4 separate regions of the Sus scrofa genome follow, and all the other regions are linked to region 4. A link is a contact called in public Hi-C and targeted proximity ligation data. All regions are on one chromosome and are shown on one strand. The core of a region is the stretch at or near the end of the contact, and the rest is flanking DNA. Distances in the headings are between cores, read along the strand shown.

Evidence for each region. Hi-C and Micro-C count contacts between places; a contact is called where the count stands out from the background.
Region 1: a Hi-C map of liver shows a contact between it and region 4, with 4 times the contacts expected there. A contact is called at or near these places in 1 of 5 promoter capture datasets (liver), 9 of 47 Hi-C or Micro-C datasets (embryonic fibroblasts, fetal liver, fetal skeletal muscle and 4 more) and 2 of 2 datasets of targeted methods (alveolar macrophages and skeletal muscle).
Region 2: a targeted proximity ligation map of alveolar macrophages shows a contact between it and region 4. A contact is called at or near these places in 6 of 47 Hi-C or Micro-C datasets (heart right ventricle, mesenteric adipose tissue, retroperitoneal adipose tissue and 2 more) and 2 of 2 datasets of targeted methods (alveolar macrophages and skeletal muscle).
Region 3: a contact with region 4 is called in a targeted proximity ligation map of alveolar macrophages. A contact is called at or near these places in 2 of 5 promoter capture datasets (fetal liver and fetal skeletal muscle), 3 of 47 Hi-C or Micro-C datasets (liver, retroperitoneal adipose tissue and undifferentiated spermatogonia) and 2 of 2 datasets of targeted methods (alveolar macrophages and skeletal muscle).

Annotation. Positions count from the first base shown.
Region 1 is chr3:126,339,701-126,343,568 of Sscrofa11.1, forward strand. No RefSeq gene overlaps it. Among named protein-coding and RNA genes, the nearest start is that of RRM2, 26 kb to the right of the region's middle.
Region 2 is chr3:126,252,850-126,256,614 of Sscrofa11.1, forward strand. No RefSeq gene overlaps it. Among named protein-coding and RNA genes, the nearest start is that of RRM2, 110 kb to the right of the region's middle.
Region 3 is chr3:126,364,604-126,368,605 of Sscrofa11.1, forward strand. It overlaps RRM2 (ribonucleoside-diphosphate reductase subunit M2), which reads right to left and starts at 2,542. Exons shown (of 11, transcript XM_021087850.1): 1 at 2,339-2,542; 2 at 412-550; 3 at 245-319. The coding sequence starts at 510.
Region 4 is chr3:126,119,920-126,123,650 of Sscrofa11.1, forward strand. It overlaps a transcript of HPCAL1 not described here. Among named protein-coding and RNA genes, the nearest start is that of HPCAL1, 11 kb to the left of the region's middle.

The DNA of each region.
Region 1 (3,868 bases), core at 1,056-3,555, 220 kb after region 4:
CACCCCAGCATCCTAGCACCCAGTAGGCACTTTGGAAACCTTAGCTCTTCTCTCTCCCTCCTCCAATCACAGAAGGAAATTCTGAGACCTTCCCCAAAACTCTGTTCTCCCACTTAATGAATTATTCCTCCCCAAACAATTGTTTCTGTATTGCTGTGCGAAGATTATTAGCATAATGATGAGCCCTAATATTGCATTAATTTGGTTGTGAATTATTTGTATTGTCACAGTCATTAACTCAGCGACTGCAATTGTGCTTTAATTTAATCTAGCTCCTTCCGCAGTCTGTCAAAACCTCCAGAAATAATGTAACCCAGAACCTCGTTTCAGAACAGACTGAATATCAAATTTATGGAATTTATGGAAATCTTCCTGCAGTGACCGCCCTCTGGAGTGAGGAAATCCAAAGACAGCAGGTGGACAGGTGAGTCCAGGGCAGAGCCGACGCTCTCTGCCTGTCACGCGAGGAGCTGGTTCTCAGGGTCCCTCAGCCCCTCCCAACCCCAAGGACCTCAAGGGCAAGAATTGGGTGGGATTCATCTCTCTTCCCTCGCAGGGCTCAGACGATACAGCACACAGCATGGCGGTGCTCGAAAAGTGGTGGAACAGTAGCCCAGGAAGGAAGAAATGACGCAGCCCCCAGCAGCTCTTCTTTCCGCCCCCAGCAGGGACAGGTAACGTGAGGCTCTCTCCAGCTCACGCCATGAGCCCAGTCCCAGCCTAGGCTGCAAAGGCTGGAGAAAAGCTGGGGGGAAGCCTGGGCTGAAAAGAATTCATCTGGCTTCTCACCACGGGGGTTCACAATCTTTGTGCTTGAACCAAATGTGACTTCTTGCTTGCTATGTTGCTGGTGGCTGACACTGGCTAGCTGTCCTCCAAGAACCTCCTAAGGCAGCCTTTATTCCTCGGCTGACCCAGCTCAGAGACCTCACTGCTGTGCCAGAAGCAGAGCACAGATCAGCTTGCAGGGAAGACTCACATTAGCCAGGCTCAAGTGGCTGATGTATAAACCTGAAGCCACATCTTTTATTGACAATGAACAACTGAGGTGTGACAAGGACTGGGCTACTTTCTCCTAGAGACGCAGTCTTCCCAGTCCTCTCTCTGGACAGGGTCACAGGGCCAGGTGATCCCAGGGGACCTCGCCGGGCCCCTGTGCAGCTCTCGTCTCTTGCTCCCTGCAATGGTGGAGGCTTCCTAGTCCTCCAAGCTGAAGCTCAGGCCCCACCTCCTATCCCTGGGGCCAAGATCACTGCCCTTTCACTTCTCTTCCATTGCAGCCCCTCCCCCTGGGGCTGTGGGCTCGGAAGTCTGCTCCAGAATCCAGAGTGCTCCCTCCCCTCCCACTTAGGGAAGGCTCTGGAACTGGTTACTGAATGAAGGGAGGGGCGGGCCTCTCTACCTCCCTTCTCTCCTCCTGCAGGTGAGCACTTCCAGGCGGCAAATAGACCGGGGGGGCGGGGTGTCCTCAGCCCTGCAGGGATGATTCGAATGCCCCTCATTCCAGAGGAAACTCGGCTGGACCGTGCCCCTCCCACCATCAAGGACCACCCAGTGTGCCCCTTTCTTTGCCCAGAGCCTTCACCCAGCTTCCCGTAGGTCTCACAGGCCTGGCAGCTGTCCCCCCTCTAAGCGGACTGCACATGTCTCTGCTACAAAATAGACTGACTTGAAATTGAGCTTCGAGAGCCGCTGTATTTCCAAGGTCTAGGCGCTGGGGTGGCTCCCGGGATCTCCCTACAGACCCAGGCGATCCCCGGCCCTTTGGGATGGATTCTTTGGATGCAGATGATCTGGTTTAGGAGACGACCTGTGTGACTTTGCACAAGTTGCACAGCCTCTCTGGGCCACAGCCCCCTTCTCCTTAAAGCAGAACCAGTGAGAATTGACGGCATAATGACACCTCCCAGGGGGCACGGGGGGGTCCCTTGCCCTGGCTCAGCATCACTCCCCCAGCTGGGGGACTGACTCTGAGAATTCTGCAGGGTCCTGCAGGAGGTCCCACGGGCTGGAGGGACAGTAAAGAGAGCAGGTGTCCCCCAGGGCGGGCCAATGGCTCGCAGCGCCCTGCTCTGGGGCTGCTGCCAGTCAAATGAAAATCAGGGGTGTTGAGGCAGAAAGGAAACACCTCAGCCTGAAATAGAAGAGGGCAGGGGGTCTGAAAAAGTGGAGGAAATCTCTAGAACTGGGCTGCCAGTGTGGCGCAGGAGACCAGGCCTTCTGCCCAGCCCCTCACTCGACGGTAAGGAGTCCCAGGCGTGGCAGGAAGGACAAACGGAGCTCGGGGTAAGAAGGCCCGGGTCCACCCCACCCCTCTGAGCTGACTCACTGGCAGGATGGGGGGGGATCCTTCTGCCTGCAGAATAAAGACACAGGGAGGAGAAAACTCTGCCCCGGAAGCCGGGTTGAAATTTAACACACACAGATGTGCCAAATATTTAGCTTATTGATTTCTCTGTAACTTATCTTATCTTCGCGAGACTCCACCCCATTGGAGAATTTAAACACGCCAACTAAAGATACCCCACTGGCATGAGCCTTGCAGCCTGAACACAGAAGAGGAACTGGCATAGCCCATGTTTCCTTCCAGAAACTGCCTCAGGATTTCCCATCATGGCTCAGTGGTTAAGGAACCCGACTAGTATCCATAAGGACTTGAGTTCGATCCCTGGCCTCGTCATTGGGTTAAGGATCCGGCGTTGCCATGGGCTGTGGTGTAGGTCGCAGACACAGCTTGGATCTGGCCTTGCTGTGGTTATGGTGTAGGCCGGCAGGTGTAGCTCTAATTTGAGCCCTAGCCTGGGCACTTCCATATGCCACAGGTGTGACCCTGAAAAGACAAAAGACAAAGAAAAAAAGAAAAGAAACTACCTCAAAGATAGCCAGGAGCAAAAGCCACGACCCCCACCTACATCCTACACAAAAAAATAACTAAAAAGTAAATCATGGGCCTAAATATAAAAGCTAAAGCTGGAGTTCCCCTGTGGTGCAGTGGGTTAAGGACCTGGCGTTGTCACTATAGCAGCTCTGGTCACTGCTATGGCGAGTTTGATCCCTAGTGTGAGAACTCGCACAGGCCGTAGGTGCAGCCCCCCCAATAAAATCTAAAGCTACTAAGCTTCTAGAAGAAAATATAGGAGAAAATACTCATGATCTTGGGCGTTGGGAAGAATTTCTTAAACAAGACACAAAAAACACAAAAAAGGCAGAAAGAAAGGAAGAAGTTCAACTTCACTCAAATTAAAAACCAAGGAGTTCCCGTTGTGGCTCAGCAGGTTAAGAACCTGACTAGTATCTGAGGATGCAGTTCGATCCCTGGCCTCACTCAGTGGGTTAAGGATCTGGCGTTGCCGTGAGCAGTGGTGTAGGTTGCAGACGCGGCTCAGATCCTGCATGGCTGAGGCTGTGGCATGGCAGCTGCAGCTTTGATTCAACCCCTGTGTCTGCAACTTCCACATGCTGTGGTGCGGCCCTAAAAATAAAACAATTAAAATTAAAAAAAAAAAACACTTTGATTTTCAAGACACTGAAGAAAATGAAAAGGGAAGGCAGAGACTGGAGAAAATAGTCACGAATCATATTTCCAGAAAAGACTGATGTCTAGAACATATAAAGGACACTTACAACTTAATAAGATGGAGTTTGAAAAGACAATTAGCAAAGACGCACAAGGTCATGGGTCATTAGAGAAATGTATAGTAAGACTCTAAGGGGGGAGTTCCCATCGTGGCTCAGCGGTAAAGAACCTGAATAGGATCCATGAGGACTTGGGTTCGATCCCTGGCCTTGCTCAGTGGGTTAAGGATCTGGCATTGCCGTGAGCTGCAGTGTAGGTCACAGATGCGGCTCAGATCTGGCGTTGCTGTGG
Region 2 (3,765 bases), core at 637-3,136, 130 kb after region 4:
CCTGGCCTTGCTCAAGTGGGTTAAGGATCCGGCATTGCCCTGAGCTATGGTGTAGGTTGCAGATGTGGCTCGGATCCCGCATTGCTGTGCCTCTGGTGTAGGCTGGTGGCTATGACTGCAATTGAACCCCTAGCCTGGAAATCTCCATATGCCTCAGGTACAGCCCTAAAAAAAGACAAAAAGACCAAAAAAAGGGATATTGAGTAGAGTTGCCTGCGCTGCAGAGCAGGTGCCTGTTGACTATCTGTTTTGTCTACAGGGTTGTGTTTGCGGTAGTCATTTCCATTACGGTTTATCACCGGATAGTGAGTAGAGTTCCCTGTGCTATGCAGCAGGTGCTGGTTGGTTATGGCAATGACTTGGTTTAACTCACCATCGTGTCCCCAGAGCATAGCCTGGGGCTGCCACAGAGCTCGTGCTCAATCGGTGTTTGTAAATTTTCCACAAGAAGTGTCCAGAGAGAAAGAATGGTCCAGCATTATCCAATTTAACCGGAAAAGTCTCAGGATCCTATGATGGATGGTGGAAGAGCATTTTTCTAGAAAAATCCAGGCCTCAATAGGTCTCTTGATTCTCATCCCAGTCCAATTTGCTTTCCACTAGGCTGTAGTTTTTGATCAATAAGCCCCTAACCTGCATGCTCAGCGCAGTGCCGTTCACTGAGGCTTGACTACAATATCGATCAAAATGCCCACAGGCGACCGGGGTGGTGGTGGGGGGACATGGCAAAAGAAAGGAGGAGTGGGGGAGGGGCAACGCCAGGCAGGGTGCGGTTCACCCATGGGGAAAGCATTGCGTGGGGCTGTGCCGCAACGGAGGTTTGTTTAAGAGGCGATAACTTGTTCCGCTGTAATTGCAGCTCTCTCCACGGATGGAAGCTCTTTGTGTTCCGAGAGACATCTAATAGAGCAGTAACAGTTTTAATAACACCCCTCCCGAGACTGTGGGCCCCACCCCTGGGTGCCAGACAGTCAAGGCGCTCCCTGAAAAATGAGCACCAAGCATCCTTCTAGAGTGAGCCTGTGCCCTGAGGCTCAGAAGGTTCTCTTCCATTTTCCAGTGGTGGCCCCAAACTGGGTGAACCGAGGCAGGGCTGATTCTCAGAGGTCCTGGCCCCTCTTCTGACCCCAGGTGCCTCTTTAATGACAGCCTCAGGCAAGAAGCCCTCTGGACTCAGGAATGAGCTGGTCCAGATGCTGGCTCTCTCGTTGCCCACGCTGTCACCGCGGGCAGGTGGAAAGATGGCTGAGACTCTGTTTCCTCTAGAAAACGGAGCTCGTGGTGACTCCTTCACGGGTGCTGCTGGGAGGGTCTCGGGAGACAGCCCTGCAAGGGCTTCCCCTCCCCGCACACCCAGACACAATGGGCCCAGCAAGGGCCTCACGTGCTCTGAGACTTCAGCGCGCAGGCACCTGAGCCCGGGAGAGGCCATTCTTAGGGCACCTGTTTGTCTGCTGGATTCTTTCTTCACCAGCTGCTTCTCCCAAGCCTCAAAGTAGGAACCCAGGAAGCGAAGTTGACCCAAAAGGAGATTGAGACAGAGGTCCCAGCAGAAGCAGTGATTGGCTCCATCCCGGGCCCCCCAAGGTCCAGCCCTGCCTCCACGCCCAGACTAAAGATGGTTGAGCTCTTGTCCATCAAGGAGTTTCCAGGGTCCCAGGCAAATCCGTCCCCTCACTCGCCCAGTGTGAACTCTGATCACAGTGGGTGGGTTCTGCAAGCCTCTGGCTGGGAGCGGGTTCACCGCCGAGCTTGGCTGTCTTGCAGGTGCGTGTGACCTTGGAGGACCAGCTGGTTCAAGTCGGACACAGATGTGTTTACTGCGACCCTTTAAGGAACAGGAATTACGGACCAACTTAGCAGCTGAAGTCCTGTTTCCTTCAGAGCTCACACAGTGTGGCAAAGGGCTGGCAAAGTCCAGAAGGATGACTTTCTCTCACCAGCCACATTGAAAAAAGAGGAAATGGGAGTTCCTGTTGCGGCGCAGCGGAAACAAACATGACCGGTATCCATGAGGACGCAGTTTTGATCCCTGGCCTCGCTCAGTGGGTCAAGGATCTGGGAGTGCTGTGAGCTGTGGTGTAGGTCACAGACAAGGCTGGGATCCCACGATGCCATGGCTGTGGTGTAGACTGACAACCGCAACTCCGATTCCACCCCTCGCCTGGAAACGTCCATGGGCTGCCGCGGGTGTGGCCCTAAAAAGCCAAATGAGTAAATAAATAGATAAGAGAATGTGGGTCGCTGACAGAGGGGCTGGTGGTGGCGGCCAGGGCGACTTTCTTCCCGTTCACCTTTCCGTCCTGGGGAAACTCCACTCGGAGGGAGATCTCAGCCTTGTCCAGAGTGACCAGCGGTCCCAGTTTGCCTGGGACTGTCCCGGGCAAACCAGGATGGCTGGCTGATGGGTCAGCGCAAAACACACATGGAGTAGACATTCTGTGAATCCTTACGGCTCGAATAAACACCATTTAGTTAACTTTAATACCGTCTGATTTAACAGACTCCGATACGATGAGGCCTGTTTCTCGTTGAGCTGCAGTTTGCAAACCTCCTTTGTGTTACGTCTTCACCTGATCCTCCTGCTCTTGGAAGGCGGCTGGGGAGGTGGGGTGCCGGTTCTGCTCCTAAGTCAATGTCCCAGCTCCGAGAAGCCAAGGGCTGCCAAGGGACCCAGGAGGGTCTGCTCTTGGTTTTGTGGGTCTCAGCCTGGCACAGTCCATCTGCCATCAAATGCTGCACATGATCATACAAGTAAAACTCTACGAAGAGGAGTTCCCGCTGCGGCGTAGCAGGTTAATGGTCTGGCTTATCTCTGGGGTGGCAACGGTTCGATCCCCAGGCTGGCACAGTGGTTTAAGGAGCCCGTGTTGCTGCAGCTGTGGCGGAGGTTGCAGCTCCGGCTCCATCCCTGGCCACATGCTGGGCGTGAGGGCAGCTGCAAAAGGGAAATAAGCAAGCAAACAAAACTCTAGAAAGAACACGGTACTGCTTGGGGTCTTTGCTCCACGATGGAAATCTGCCCAAGGGGAGACAGATCCACGTGACACCAAGAAAAGGGATAGGCTGGATGCTGAAAGGCACCCACTGGCAGGTGGCTGTCATCATGGGGGGACCGGAGAGTCTAAGCGAATGTGGCAGCTGGGGCTGGGGAGCCATGCTGACACCACCATGTGTGCAGCTCATCAGGAGTTCACCAGCGTGGTTAATCCCCTGGGGTTCTTACCATCGTTCCCAGCCACAGGCTGTCCCCAACACTCTCTCCCGCCAGGGGATGAATGTGAGGGGGCTGGGGGGCAGAGGGCAGAGGACAGAGGTCAGGAGCGGGGCTCAGAGCCTGCAGACCCCAGAGCGCATTCCCAGCCTCTCCCACCAGCTCGGACCCCCATTCCACCCCTGGGCTCTGCAGGCCGGCAGCTCTGGGTGTGTTTACCAGCTCCATGGTCACACAGGCAAAGCACCCACCAGCAGGTGCTCACAAACCCTCGCCGCACACACCAAACACATATCACGTAACGCACTGCATCATACACACATGTATATACACCGCACGCCTGCACACACAGCCCAGCAGAGACCTCCCTGCTGGAGAAGTTTTTGAGAAAACCCAGGCAGTTCCCCACAGCTCCTCCCCGCGTCTGTTCAGTGTCCCAGCGCAGCTGGCATTAGGGCTGTTGGCAGGTGGCTGGTGGATGCCCGGCTCCCCATGGCCCAGCTGTGACTCATCCCATTGCGCTTGGCAGCGGCCCTGCCCGTTAAGGGAGA
Region 3 (4,002 bases), core at 1,292-3,791, 250 kb after region 4:
TCTAGGGTCGCTGTCAGGTATGTGGCCTATACACGAAACAGCAGGACTATATGTGGGGAAATAGGCCATGCCCCCCCTGGGTGAATGATCGGGAAGAGACTTGGCGGGAAAGGAGAGCGGGCCCGGGTGGGTGGGGGCAGGCTTTGAAAGGAGACAATGAGGCTTTGGCGCCAAGCGCAGGCTCCTCCCGGCTCCGCCTTCCTGCAGCGCCCCCTCTCCGGGCGCCCCCCGTTCGCCTACGCACCGGCTCGGCGGGCTCCTGGAAGATCCTCCTGGCGGTCTTGCTGGCCAGCACGCGGGTCCCGCTGAGGGTCGGGGGCTGCAGGGAGACGCGTGGTGAGGGGCCCGCCCGCGTCCCACAGGACCCCACCGCCCCGTCCCGACCCCCGGCCCCCGCGCCCGCGCGCTCACAGTGTTCTCCTTGTCCGCCAGGCTGAGCCCTTTCAGGGGCGAGAGCTGGAGCTGCTGCGGGTCGGCGATGGTGGCGAGAGGGACGCGGACGGAGAGCATGGCGACGCGCGGAGGGGCAGGTGAGGCGAAGGCGCAGGTCCTGGGATGCGAGCCCCAGCCCGGCCCGCAGGGGAATTTAAAGCATCCTGAGCGCTCATTGGGCGGAGCCGCCGCTGGCCACGCCCCTCGCGATTCAAGCGCCGCGCGGGATCTCAGGCCGCCCCTGCCCGCCGGGGACCCTCGGGACCGACCCCTCCCAGGCCTCCGGGGGCCGCCGGGTGGGCAGGGGGAGCCACTGCCCGGCTCCCCGAGGGCCCCACTGGACAAAGGCTGCAGCCCCTGCGCGTCTCGGTGGCCTGGCGCGCGCGGGCACTCGCTGGGGCCGGACGGTTTGGGATTGAATGAAACAACGCGATTGGAGCCCGCCAGGCGCCGGAGAGCGGGAGCTGACACCCCACCCCACAGAGCCCCACCTCTCCGAAAACGTCTCTCGGACCGGTTTCGCGGTTCTGGGCGAGAGGTTTTGCAAATGAGGTTGGTGCAAAGGCCAGTAAAACGGCCCCGGCAGCGAGGGAAGCGCCATGGCTGCGACGATTTACATACGTGTACTTGGGGGAGGGGTACAAGGTCCCTGAGGTGTGGGGTGCTCAGCGGGGACCGTGGCGCCTAGCATTTAGGGCCGCTGGCTTCAGAGTCCCGGGGTGCAGTTGCTGTGTCACTAGGACAGGTCACCCGACTTAAAGAATTGGTGCGCTGGTAGCTCTACCTAACCTGTGGGATTCCTAAGAAAATGAGAGGATTAAGTGAGACCATTCATGTAAAATGGGAAGCTCTTTGGAAACCTTCACATTAACAGGAAGGGCCTTTGGTGCAGTTTCCCGCTGAAATCGTGTCTGCTTTCAGACCACTGTCCTCTGTGTCAATATTGTTTTAAAAATGGCAAACTAAGCAAAACCTCCTGGGAAAGAGTCCAGTGTGTGCTTGAAGAACTAGAAATTCATGTACTGCTTATTGGGCATCCAAGATCCTGGAGAGGGGGTTGAAAACCTCCATGGGGGAGGGGGGGATTCGAACTAAGTAAAAGTGTCCATTTTACTTTGTACATGATCTTTCAGATTTGCCATAGATTTTGCCCTGAATGTGGCAAAATTCAAGAAATGATTGCAGAGGAAGCAGTGTTAAGGAGTTCCCATCGTGGCTCCCTGGTAACGAACCCGACTAGTATCCATAAGGACACGGGTTCGATCCCTGGCCTCGCTCAGTAGGGTAAGGATCTGGCGCTGCGATGAGCTGTGGTGTAGGTCCCCAGACGTGGCTTGGATCCTGCGTTGCTGTGGCTGTGGTGTCGGCCGGCAGCTGCAGCAGCTCCAATTAGACCCCTGGCCTGGGACCCTCCATATGCCACGGGTACGGCCCTAAAAAGCAAAAAAAAAGAGCTTCGCATCTCTTAGACAAAACAACTAAGACTCTGGTCTATCTGTTTTAAAGCAGCTCACAGACATTGTCGATTTCCCCTTACTTCAGCATGCACTTTCAGAAAATGGATATTTTTATTGATAGAGGTGTGATGGTTTTATCAGCCACCATAAAACGATCGCAATTATCAGTGATTCTCTGTCCTTCTCTAATCCTCAATGTCGGGTAATTAATACCTGAAGTCCTCCTTTGGGTTGCTGTTCCAGGCACCATGTGCTTTTTAGCTCCTGTTATATTCCGTGTGTACAGGAACCATAAAGTATAACTCGGTGAACTAGCCAGAAACCGTGACTTCTTTTTCGGTTGAACTGCCACGAGGCAGGGGGAAAAGTCGCCATCCTCTCCTTCACCTCCTCCCACCTCTGAGTCATTTGGGAGGTCCCATCCCCTCCCCCCCAGGTCGGGTTTTTACCGCTCTCGCTTTACAAAGGAGGAAGCAGGGGCAGAAGGCTACGTGACTCTGCGGGGAGGTCAAGCCGGGAGGAGGCAGCGGGGCCTGGCTTCTGGTAGGCAGGGCCTCCTCTCTCGCCTGGGTCCCGGAGAGGAAAAGGCCGGGCGGGACGTGGCGGCCCATTCCCCGGAAGAGAGAGCGCCCTCCGCTGCTGCCTAGGGCCGGGCGCTGGAATCTGACCAGGAATCTTCCTGGCTTCCCTCTGCGCCTGTTTGACAGCTGCTCCACGATTGGCCAGTAGGACAGAGACTCCGCCCCCAACCTCCGAGAGGAGGCGCTCATTCGAGCCTTCGGGATCCCACGCCAGGCCACCGTAAGCCCCGCCCCCGCTTCCGGTCCTGCGGTCGCGCGGGGAGAAGTTGTACTTTTAGCATCTAGGGCGGGCGGGTTTGGTGGCCTCTTAAGAGGCGCCTCACCCTACCCCAGCACTCATCACCTATATACGGGACACCGCGCTGGTAATGACACTGACGTCGGTAACTCCACAGCCCCTGGGCCCCTGGACCACGTGATTAACACTTAAAATGCAAAGGACAGTGTGAGGTTCTCTTGAGATCAAGGTCTGAGAGGCAAGGAGAATGTCCAAGGTTATACGGTTCCTAAAACTGCCCAGCTAGAACTTTCCTCTCCCAATTTTTGTTAATAATGTTTTCGGAGTTCCCCTTGTGACTCAGCAGTAACGACTAGTATCCATGAGGATGTGGGTTCCATCCCTGACCTTGCTCAATGCGTTAAGGATCCAGCGTTGCCGTGTAGATCACAGACACCGCTGGGGTCTGGCATTGCTGTGTCTGTGGGGCAGGCCAGCAGCTGGAGATCTGATTTGACCCCTAGCCGGGGAAACTCCATATGCTACAGGTGCAACCCTAAAAAGCAAAAGCAAAAAAATAAATAAATAAAGTTTTCAACAAACAGAAAAACAAAAGAATCCTACAGTCTTCACCCACCACCTGGGATTCAGTGGTTGTTTCCATTTTGCCTTATTGCTTTCTCTTTCTGGACGTGGGAGGCTTTAGTTTTTTCTGGATCATTTGAAAGTGGGTTGTAGAAAGGACACTTCATCCCCAGATATTTCAGCATGTTGCGGCATATAACTCTTAAAAATAAAAACATCCACTAACGTAACCACAACATCATATTCAGACCTAAGAAAACCAGCATTAATTCTCTAACATCACCTAATAGCTTCTAGTCCATAAGCAAATTTTCCCCAGTCGTTTCAAATGTGTCTTTTAATTCATTCACTTTTTATTCAGGATCCTGTTTAGCACATGCATTACATTTGTCCACTGTATCTTTTTAGTCTCTTTAAAATCATATCAAATGAGCTTTATTTTTTGTTCTTTGATTTTTTTTTTTTTTTTAATCTGCAGAGTGGTGGACGTGACAACAAAGTCAGTTACATGCAGTGGCATCAAGACAGTGGTTGTTTGTATAGTTGTTCTTAGGCCCCCCCCCCCGTCTGTCGCTTTTTTGTTTTTGTTTTTGTTTTTTGCTTTTTAGGGCTGTATTCAAGGCATATGGAAGTTCCCAGGCTAGGGTTCAAATCAGAGCTGCAGCTGCCAGTCTACACCACAGCCACAGCAACACGGGATCTGAGCCACATCTACGACCTATACCACAGC
Region 4 (3,731 bases), core at 897-3,396:
GAAGATGACATTTTAATTCACAGTAATGGAAAAAGGGGGAGGGAGTTAATATAGCACGAATACCCACCTCTCTGCTTCCCCGTTACTCAGTTATTGCTCTTAATGTGCTAAATTATAAAGGAAAAAAAAAAGTAAACATGTAGCCGGGGAGCCCTATGAAAATATTTAACCCCAAGTCTGTACTGCCTGCAAATTAAAGCCTTTTTAATGGCGTCATTCTATCAGCTGCCCGGCGAGGCTTCTGGAACCAAGGGCTCGAATGGCCCATTAATCACAGCTCAACGCCAGCTGCCGGCGTGGGTAGACATTTCATCCCGTTGCTCTAAAACGCTTTCGGCAAGACGGGTCTCCAAAGCTTGCTGGGCCAACCAGACTTAGAAACACTCAGAGGGAAGAGGATGGGGAAGTGGCCGAAACCAACTCCTTACAAAAGGGCAAAGCTTGAGATGCGGCTGGAGGGGCGGCCGCCGTGAATTTGCCCTTCGAGAGACTGGAGGGCTTGTTCTGTCTGGGGCAGACAGGACGTGGGGTGGGGGAAACAGGCAGTTTGTGTTGTTTCGCAGGCAGCACCAGCCCTGGGTCTTTGTCCTGATGACCCACGGACAGACGCGCCTCCTGGAACTGAACCTCGGTCTTAAAGAGAAAAGATGCTGACTGCATTTGTGTCTTTCTTTCCTCCAAGAAAGCAGGTTGCACGCAAGCCACCTGCAGTCTTGGCTTCTAGTGCAGCTGCTCTAAGGAGGGGCGGGTTCTGTCCCAGGAAGTCTGTGACAGCTGCCAGGAGCCGATGCAGAGGGTAGCTTGACCTGGGGCGGCTCAGGCTGCAGTGCGGGTGGCTGGCCGCTAGAGGGCGGCGTCGGGCAGGCTCACCGAAGACCTGAGCTGGAGACCCCGCCTCCCAGCTTCCAGACCCCGCCCCTGCCACGCCCCCTCCGCCCTGCAGGTGCCTTGGTTTTCCCATCTATAAGCTAGATTTGTCCAGTACAGTAACCAGCCACATGTGGCTGTTGAGATGTGGCCGACCTGAATTTGTCTATGTGCTCTAGGAGTAAAATTCACGTCGGATTTTTTTTTTTTTTTTTTTTTTTTTTGGCCTCACCCACGTCACATGAAAGTTCCGGGGCCAGGGACTGAATCTGAGCCTCAGCTGTGACCTATGCCATAGCTGCAGCAATGCAGGATCCTTAACCTGCCGCACCACAGTAGGAACTCCCCACATTGGATTTTGATGACTCAATATGAAAAAATTAATATAAAATATTTCATTAAGAAATTTTCTGCCCTGATTACATGTGAAATGAAAAATGATACAACTTGAGATATAGTGGGTTAAATTAATCATATTGGTAACATTAATCTCACCTGTTTCTTTTTACCTTTTTTTTTTTTCTTTTTTCCCTTTCAGGGCTGCATTTGCAGCATGTGGAAGTTCCTAGGCTAGGGGTCGAATCAGAGCTGGAGCTGCCGGCCTATACCACAGCCACAGCCACAGCAGATCCAAGATGCATCTGCAACCTACACCACAGCTCATGGCAATGCCGGATCCTTAACCCACTGAGTGAGGCTAGGGATCAAACCCACATCCTCATGGATACTAGTCGGGTTTGTAACCTGCTGAGACACAACAGGAACTCTTCTTTTTACTTTTTTAATGTAGCTACTGGAAGAGTTAAAAGTACTGATTAAGTGGCTCGAGTTGTATTTCTAGGGGCTGCCCAGCACTGGATGGATCCTTGAGGCATGGATTTGGGGCCACCAAACAGGGACTCTTCAAGTTCGTCAGTTCCCTGGTCACAGGCTTACTGCTAACGGTGACCCAGCTGGGAGAGGTGGCCTGTGTTTATTTCACTCCTTGGTGCCCTTAAGCAGCCAGCTGCAGCGAAGACCCAGGTCTGGTCCTCGTTAAGGTGTAAGGCCAAGGGCAGGGGCTGCAGAAAGGAGTCACCTCCTCCTCTTTTGCAGGAGAACAAAAAACCCCAAGTGAGAGCTGGGGAAAGCGGCGTTAGTAACACCTCTAGAGCCTACAGTTACAGGGTGTGCCTAGATCCAAATTCAGCCCAGAAGCCTCCGAGAGCCTGTTTCCAGAGGCTTCCTGAAAATCTGTTGCATCACAGCTTCACCAGCTGGATGGGCTCCAGGCCAAGGACTTGAGTTGAGAAATCCAGCTGAAAGCCCTCCTGACTTCTGGACCCGCCCCAGCGGCTTAAAATCCCATGCCTCCCTAAAGCTTTAAAAATATATAAAAGAGGAGTTCCTGTTGTGGTGCAGCAGAAATGAATCCGACTCGCAGCCGTGAGGACGTAGGTTCGATCCCTGACCTCCATCAGTGGGTTAAGGATCCAGCACTGCCGTGAGTCACGATGTAGGTTGCAGACGCAGCTCAGATCCCGCGTTGCTGTGGCTGTGGCGTAGGCCGGCAGCTATAGCTCCGATCCAACCCCTCGCCTGGGAACCTCCATGTGCCATGGGTTCGGCCCTAGAAGGCAAAAAATATATCTATGTGTGTACATATAAAAGAAAGGATGTTAGGAGGGAGGGAGGAGGGAAAAAGAGGAAGAAGGAAGGAAAGAGGCAGCGACCAAACCAGGCAGAGGGGTCCCCTCCCTCCTTCCTCTCCTAAAGCTGACCCGCCCTGAAGGAGGCCGAGGGAGGGGAAGAGGTGAGAAAAGAACAGGAAGACCCCCAAGAGGATCTTCTTTCCTTTGCAGAAACCACGACTGCAACAGGAAGAGGAACTGTGGCTAGCTCTCCCGGCACCCCTGGGGCCTCTGAAATCACCAGTTCATTGGTGTGGCTGCGCGCCTCAGCCGCCCAGCAAACTCCTACACATCCACCAAAGCCCAACTCGAGCGTCATCTGCTCAGGGATACATTTCCCAACCCCCTGCAACTGCTCTTCCCTTTGCATTCCAAGAGGCTTTTTTTTTTTTTTTTTTTTTTAAGGGCCGCATCCAAGGCATAGAGAGGTTCCCAGGCCAGGGGTCTAATCAGAGCTATACTAGTCAGGTTCATATCACTGAGCCACAGCAGGAACTCCCCAGGAGCAATTTTTAGCCTGTTTCTTTTATGACCTCAGCTTCAAGCACATCATTTCCTATGTGTTTTCCTCCCTAGACTGTGAGCTCCTGCAGGAGAGAGAATACCTCCCTCAGGCCAGGGGGAGAACCGACTGACATGTTGGAGCCCCAAGGCCCTTGCACTGCAGTTCCCTCCACCTGGTCTGCCCTTCCCTCCCCTCGGTATCAGCAAAGCCCACTCCCTCGATGTTCATGTCTTTGCCCAAGTCTTGGGGGCACCTCCTCCTCCCAGCCCATCTCAAACAGCATCTGCCTTACTCTGCCCCCTGGTGGTAGTTCCTACTCCTTGGCATTACATTGCCATATGGCTCACCACGTCCCCCCCAGGGCCCGGAACAGCGCCTGGCACACAACTAGCGCTCGGTAAAAATATGTGAAATAGAGGTTGTGTGTCCAAGGGCGTGGCTCAGTGCCTGAGAGAACGAACAGAAGAATACGTGAATGGGTTTCTTCTAGAAACTTTTTGCTCTAATATTTTGTGACTCTTCCAGTATCAGAGATACGAGAAAGAACAGCAGAGCTGAAGATGGCAAGATGCTCTCTTGCTCAAGTTTGAAGCTCCAAGGAGGGACATCCCTTAATTCAGACTTTATTCTAGAAAGTTCCATTTACCCTAATAGGAAGAGCTGCAGCAGAGTAGCGGGCCTTGGCGGGG